2 separate regions of the Bos taurus genome follow, and region 2 is linked to region 1. Evidence: chromatin contacts called from public Hi-C data. All regions are on one chromosome and are shown on one strand. The core of a region is the stretch at or near the end of the contact, and the rest is flanking DNA. Distances in the headings are between cores, read along the strand shown. Region 1 overlaps MTOR (mechanistic target of rapamycin kinase). Region 2 overlaps TARDBP (TAR DNA binding protein).

Region 1 (3,794 bases), core at 682-3,181:
TTTCTCAACCCATCTTTTTCTTTAATGCCCTTACATCCAGCCGTTACCCAAGAGGCCAGGTCCCTCACCAGTCACCAGTAGAGCTTAAATTTATTTCTGGCCACTCTGAAGACTTCTTACAGGTTCACTTTACAACAGCTTGCCTCTGTAGAGCATCTTACAAACTCCAAGGAAAACTGCTTTCAGTACAGAAAGCTGGCTGTCAGTGAGGAGCTATACAAAGGGCAGAGATCTGGTGTTTCTCCCAGAGCTGACCAGAAAGACAGAGAGTCTTCCATTGCACCCACGACCATTCTAAAGGGCACAGCGTGCTGCTGCTGTTGTTACTCAGTCACTAAGTTGTGTCCGACTCTTTGTGACCCTGTGGACTTAAGCAGGCCAGGTTTCCCCACCCTTCACTATCTCCCAGAGTTTGCTCAAACTCATGTCCGTTGAGTCAGTGATGCCATCTAACCATCTCATCCTCTGTCACCCCCTTCTCCTGCCCTCAACCTTTCCCAGGATCAGGGTCTTTTCAAGTGAGTCGGCTCTTCCCATCAGGTGGCCAAAGTATTGGAGCTTCAGCTTCAGCAACCCCATGAACACAATGAAAAGCTTGCTGTTGGTTAGTAGTTAACCTCTGCCCTTCCACTGCATCTAGCTCATCCCCAGGAATGGCTAGAGATTTAAAGGGACCACTCTTATGGTGAGTTAGCAAAGGTGCTTCTGATTTTTATGTACCTGTATGATGAGGGGCAGACTACTGGCAATTAAGCTGGGTCATGGTACTCTGAAACCTTGAATCATAAGCTGTATCATGATTTCAGAAATGTTAAGAGTGCATCTTAGAACTGATGAAATACAGTGGGTGCCCCATGGCCGTCTCTGACAGTTTGTCCCAGTGACAGTGAAAAGTGTCAGTGATGACACCATTGGTCTCTCGAGCTTCTTTTGGACATCTCACTGGCTGTAAATCTTGATGATTCAGTTAGTGTGTTGTAGTCCTCATCTGTCAGCTCTTCCTTACCAGGAAGGTAGGCATATTTTCCTTTTCCCGATTCTAGAACGGGCATCAGTATTTCTACAGTGTGGCCTCACTCTACCAGAGCACAGGGCCAGGGCACATCTCCTTACACAGTTATAAGTGAGGAGAGTTCAGAGCTGCCAAGTCCCTGGATGCCAGCTCATTTAATTTTTGTTTCCCAACTTCATCCACATAATAGCCTGAGTCAGAGCTCTTGGACACGCAGCAGCCAAGAAATCAGGATGGATTTTTACCCAAAATATCTCCTCTATTTTGAGTCAAAGTAGTTGAAAATAAGTTTTGGGTTCCGTCTGTCAACCCTCCCCACTTTGTTCTGTTTCCCTGACAGCTTCTTCTCCCTAATGTTCTCTCTCAGATCTCTTCATTTCATTCTGGATATGAAGAAGCAGAAAGGAGGAGAAAATCCTCCAGGCCTCACCAGAAAAGAAGCAGTGCTCATTGTTGTAGAATAAAAAGATAATGGCCAATTTGTCAAGAAGTGTTGACAAGAAAGATAAAGTTGGAAGTAATTAACTGGCTGACACGCTGGGAGTGATGTGCCTGCCAGTGGCTCCCTAAATCAGCCAGAGCCTTGGAAATGTGACAGCCATTCATCATTTTTACAACACGCCTCTGACAGGCCCCTGGGTTGCAAACCTGGCCAGCACAAATCGTGTGCTTTGACACTCCAGGGCTCTGCGGCTTCTCAGTGCCTCATGCTGGTTGTGCTAGGGCATTTAGGCCCCGTTTATCCAGCCAGGGGGTGCTGGAAGTGATGAGTGAAATGGGACAGCTTGTCCAGCTTATTGCTGGACCCTGTGTCCATCCTCTGGGTGGCTGCTCTGATTCCCAGGGGCAAGCCTACAGACATCTGCAGGACGAATCCCCTGTGAGCTCCTGCCACACCTTGGTGGCTTAGCTAGTGCTGCTCTCACCCGGCCACAAGGGTGTGCCCAAGAGACTGGTTTAGACATAAGATCCAGCGCAGGACATTTTCTTACACAGCTGTTAAAAAGTTTTTGTGAAGGCTCCGGATAAAGTGGGAAATGCCTGTGTCATGTAAAAAAGCAGAATACAGTACTATATCATCACTCTGACTAGCACTATGTCTAAAATATGCATTTATACAGAATATACATAGGCAAAAGTATCATTTTGATATCGTGAACTCCCACTCCAATTTTTTAAATTAAAAAATGTCTTATATATATATACACAGACACAGACACACACACACACACCTCCCGCTACCAGTATTGAAAGGGGCTTTCCAGGTGATGCTAGTGACGTAGAACCCATCTACCAATGCAGGAGATGTAAGAGACGTGGGTTCAATCTCTGGGTTGGGAAGATCCCCTGGAGGAGGGCACGGCAACGCACTCCAATATTCTTGCCTGGAGAATCCCATGGATAGAGGAGGCTGGTGGGCTACATAGAGCCCATGGAAGAGCCAGACACAACTGAAGCAATTTAGCACATATGCACCAGAATTGAAAAGATAGGAATTTTTTTCTCTCCTTTCCCTAATCTGCACTTGTTAGCTTCTGTCTTCTAAATTCTTTTTGCTTTTCATTTTTGGCTGTGCACGGGCTTTCCCCAGTTGTGGAGAACAGGCACTACTCTAGTTGCAGTATGCAGGCTTCTCATCGAGGCAGCTTCTCTTGTGGTGGTGCACAGGCTCAGCAGATGTGGTACCCGGGCTTGGTTGCCCCGAGGCATGTGGACTCTCCCTGGACCAGGGACCAAACCTGTGCCCCCTGCATTGGTAGGTGGATTCTCTTTTGTTTCCTTCAAATTTATTTATTTTTTTAATTGGGGGATAATTGCTTTATACTGTTATTTGGTTTCTGCCATACATCAGCATGAATCAGCCATAGGTATACATATGAACCCTTCCTCTTGAAACTCCCTCCCACCTCATCCCAGCCCTCTTGGTTGTCACACAGCTCTGGGTTGAGCTCCCTGTGTTATACAGCAACTTCCCATTAGCTATCTATTTTACATTATAGTAATGTATATATTTTAATGCTACTCTCAATTCATCCCACCCTCTCCTGCCCCTGCTGTGTCTGTAAGTCTCTTCTCTGTGTCTGAGTCTCTGTTCCTATCCTGCAGATGTGTTCATCAGTACCAGTTTTCTAGATTCCATATATATGCATTAATACATGATAGTTGTTTTTCTGACTTACTTCACTCTGTATAACAGGCTCTAAGTTCATCCACCTCACTAGAACTGACTCAAATTCATTCCTTTCTATGGCTGAGTAATATTCCATTGTATATATGTACCACAACCTCTTTATCCACTCATCTGTTACAGACATCTAGGTTGCTTCCATCCCTTGGCTGCTGTAAATAGTGCTGCAGTGAACACTGGGGTGCATCTGTCTTTTTCAGTTATGATTTTCTCAGGGTGTATGCCCAGTCGTGGGATTGCTGGGTCATATGGTAGTTTTCTTCTTAGTTGTTTTTTTTTTTTTTAAAGAAATCACCATACTGTTATCCAAATAGATGGATTCTTAACCACTGGGCCAAAAGAGAAGTCCTGTCTTTTTTATTTTTAAGGTCCCACTTTCTCACATACAGATCTGGCAAGTCTTCTAGGTACTATGACAGACATGTCACTTATACCGTGACCAGACAAAGGAAAAAGTGGAGACAAGTCAGAACTCTTCACCCTTAATCCACTCTGGGGTAAGGCGTCAGGAGCCCATTTGATGCCGAGGCAGCCCACCTCTCTTGTATCACATTCTTTTTGTCTTCGTGCCTTAGGCCCCCAAGAGTTCCAGGG
Region 2 (3,794 bases), core at 498-2,997, 130 kb after region 1:
AAGGGGAATTAACTGCTATGAATTCTTTGCATTCAGGGCTGCAAAACAAAGACACATATTATTTAAATCAGTTTTATTTAAGAATTTCCAACAGTGACAACTCTTATAAAAAGCATCCAAGCACAGGACACAGAACTGCAGCAAACAGCATTCTTATGGGTAGCTAACAGACATGAGAACTTCCACCCTGCTTTGAGACACCCCGAGCTCACTGGTGAACTCTGCTTCCAAGTACTCCTGCAAAGCACACCACAAGCTCAGTCCATGTTCTCAACCCATCAGCTTCAGTTCACATTACCACACTTACAGATCAGTAACAGAAGAGAACACACACCATACAGCATTCACAGCAGTTGACAAAGGGGTAAGGGAAATACAAGTATCGTTTCACTTAACACATTCAGCTAACGTGGGTCATCTAAGAACAAAACTCACTTAAAAGTCTTCCAACAGATGTGGATGTCCTTTGAATGCAAAAACATTCGTACATTATTTGCTATCCTTGCTCTCTGCACACTCTCTCACCAAAGCCACAGGATTGAGAGACACATCTCGCCAAGTTAAAAAATATCCATTATGCACCACCAAGTCTCTGCACGCGCTCTCTCCTTTTCTCGCTCATACTAGCCTCTCATGCCTCGGCACCACCATCAATCCCACACAAGGTTTCAAAAGTTCAAACAGCCTTCTGGTTCCATATCACAGCCTTGCGTTCATAGCGTTGATACGACTCCATGAAATAAAGAGTAGCGGATAAAAATGGGACACCCACCGTCAAAGACGCAGCCTGCGCAGCGTGATGGCGAGTTCTTGAATGAGAAAGCATGTAGACAGAAGTATTCCTATGGCAGAATATTTACAGCACTACTTTCAATGAAGTGCTTCTTCCATAAACATTTGAAATGAGATGAACTGCAGAGATTAAATGAAGGCTTCATATTGTACTTTTGTATATGAAGGGAGACAAGTGTTAAAACAAAAACAAAAAAAAACAAAAGAACCAACCACTGTGACACCATGATCTCCAAAGAGATTTTCCTAAGGAAAGAAATCCATATGGTGGGGTTCAAATTAAAACAAGGAGAAAAGAATGTAGTCCTAATCAATGGTTTCCATTTTGAACATGCAAAGAATTCACTTGACAGTCCAGGGATAAAATATTACAGGAGAAACCCTTTGATATCAATTGTAGTGTGTTGGTTTACCCATCAGGCAAACAGCAGTTCACGTTCAAACACTCAATATTTCAACCCTTTATGTAACAAAACTTATAAAATTCCTTTAGCTCTTCCTCTTTTTCTAAAGAAAAATGTCAAAAATACTGCTGAATATACTCCACACTGAACAAACCAATTTTGAAAATTCTTACATGTTATTTTACAATATACTTACCATGAGTTTAGAAAAATTTGAATTCCCACCAGTATACCAACTAACTGTAACCCAATGTCTACATTCCCCAGCCAGAAGATTTAGAATCCATGCTAGAGCCGAAGCCTCCATTAAAACCACTGCCTGACCCTGCATTTGATGCCGATCCCCAACCAATCGCTGCACCTGAATTAGAACCACTGTAAGAGTTATTTCCAGAACCAAAAGCCTGATTTGGCTCCCTCTGCATGTTGCCTTGGCTTTGGTTATTACCTGATGGGCCAGACTGGTTCTGCTGACTGGCTAACATGCCCATCATACCCCAGCTGCTCTGCAGAGCAGCCTGGGCTGCAGCCATCATTGCTGGGTTAATGCTAAAAGCACCAAAGTTCATCCCTCCACCCATATTACTACCCTGATTGTTTCCCAAACCCGCTCCACCCCCTCGACTATTTCCAAATCCACCCTGATTCCCAAAGCCACCTGGATTACCACCAAATCTTCCACTTCTTTCTAACTGTCTATTGCTATTGTGCTTAGGTTCAGCATTGGATATATGTACGCTGATTCCTTTAATGATCAAGTCCTCTCCACAAAGAGACTGGGCAACCTATAAAAAATAAGGGATGTAAATAGAGGAGATTAAACCATTGATTCATACAAAGTAGCAATAAAACTTAGATTTCAAGCCATCATCTACGCTGGAGAAAAAAATCAGCAAGGAGCACTTATTTCATTTAAACCCATAAAATAGCCTTTAGCTTTATAGTAATGGCAGCAGGGATTTTTCCGTTCATTTTCAAAGGATGTGTAACACTCCCACTTAAATGTCACATATTAAAAATATACCTAAGGGGTTTATCACAAATATTCAGACCCAAATACAGGGTCAGAGAGCTTAGTTAGTAAGGATGGTAATTAGCTGGAAGGGCAATGTTCAACAGAAATCACCTAACTGGGGCAAAGTTATTAAGAGAAAAATACCTGATCATCTGCAAACGTAACAAAGGCAAAAGCCCTGAATGGTTTGGGGATGAAGACATCTACCACTTCTCCATACTGGCAAAAGAACTGCCGCAGTTCATCAGCAGTCATGTCCTCTGTACAACGCCCAACAAACACCTTTCTGCTTCTCAAAGGCTCATCTGGGCTTTGCTGATCAAATCAAAAGGAAGAAAAACCATCAGAAATATTTTACAAGCAATGAAAACAGCATTCTGGTGGAGGATGTAACACAATCTACCTGCCTTTTCTTTAGGTGAGTGCTTAAAAAGTAGGTACATCCTTTCTTTTTTGTATTAGCACATCTTCTTGTAAGACTTCAATGCTTTTAATTTTAAAGCTGATGAAAGTATATTTGGATTAAGGAAAATTGATGAATTAGAAATGTCCTGGCAAAGAGGATAATGTTCCAAATAAGCAAGTCTTGCTTGCTTGGAATAAGTAAGGCTTTTGTAACAAGATCAACATATTCTAATTGTCTTTGTTAACACTAACGAGATCCACATATTCTCTGTTCACATGTAACTATGTAAGAAATTGCTAATTCATTAAATAACAAGAGAAAGAATAAAATGAATCATGTTTTATTCTGGAGAAGCAATAAACTAAGTATTTCAAACAAATATATAAAATATTCACCATGCATTAAGGTCCTGAGACTTTTAACAAAAGATTTCAAGAACACACCCTGCCACATTTTCCAACTGTAATGTTTTATTTTACAGTGTCTTTTAATTAAGTTTGTCACCACAAATGGCCAAAGCAGAGAAAACAAGAGAAAGTACCTTAGAATTTGGAAGTTTACAGTCACACCATCGTCCATCTATCATATGTCGTTGTGACATTACTTTCACCTGGGTTTCATATTCCGTGAAGCGAACGAAGCCAAACCCTTTTGAATGACCAGTTTTAATATCCTTCTTGACCTAGAAAAAAAATCATTTAAATTCACTAAATCTACACACACATATAACCAACCCAGAGTACACACATGAAGGGAAATAGTATAAACCAAATTTCTTTTCAGCACCCATTACGCATACATATAATAAATATTAAAAATATCACCTACTAAACATGAAGGGTAGCATCACCAGAACAAGGAGTTCTGGACGCTCATTCACTGAAAAACTGTTAAGTGAAATCAAAGCTTACCTGAACCATAAGAACTTCTCCAAAGGTACTGAAGTAATCTTTCAGATCCTGTTCAGTTGTTTTCCATGGGAGACCCAACACTATTAAATCAGATGTTTTCTGGACCGCTCTTTTCACTTTCACTGCTGATGAAGCATCTGTTTCATCCATTTTTCTTTTGTTATCTAAACAAAATGAGCAGAAATCTTTTAGAACATTCATTTAACACTTTAAACACTTCACCCCCTTCATGCAGAAATGAGAAACAAAAACATTCTAGGAATAGT

The links. A called contact is a pair of places that touch in the nucleus more often than the background predicts.
Region 2: a Hi-C map of skeletal muscle shows a contact between it and region 1, with 5 times the contacts expected there. The contact joins two enhancer-like sites. A contact is called at or near these places in 2 of 11 Hi-C or Micro-C datasets (liver and skeletal muscle).

What each region holds. Positions count from the first base shown.
Region 1 is chr16:42,464,055-42,467,848 of ARS-UCD2.0, forward strand. The region is part of intron 28 of MTOR (mechanistic target of rapamycin kinase); the gene reads left to right. Among named protein-coding and RNA genes, the nearest start is that of ANGPTL7, 13 kb to the left of the region's middle. Within about 2 kb of position 1,932, at least 19 of the 102 cell types and tissues checked have an H3K27ac peak or open chromatin away from gene starts, as enhancers often do. A contact at or near this core is called in skeletal muscle, where this site is marked.
Region 2 is chr16:42,598,869-42,602,662 of ARS-UCD2.0, forward strand. It overlaps TARDBP (TAR DNA binding protein), which reads right to left. Exons shown (of 6, transcript NM_001046485.2): 3 at 3,529-3,692; 4 at 3,159-3,299; 5 at 2,356-2,526; 6 at 1,381-1,981. The coding sequence ends at 1,451. Among named protein-coding and RNA genes, the nearest start is that of TARDBP, 4.6 kb to the right of the region's middle. Within about 2 kb of position 1,748, at least 2 of the 102 cell types and tissues checked have an H3K27ac peak or open chromatin away from gene starts, as enhancers often do. A contact at or near this core is called in skeletal muscle, where this site is marked.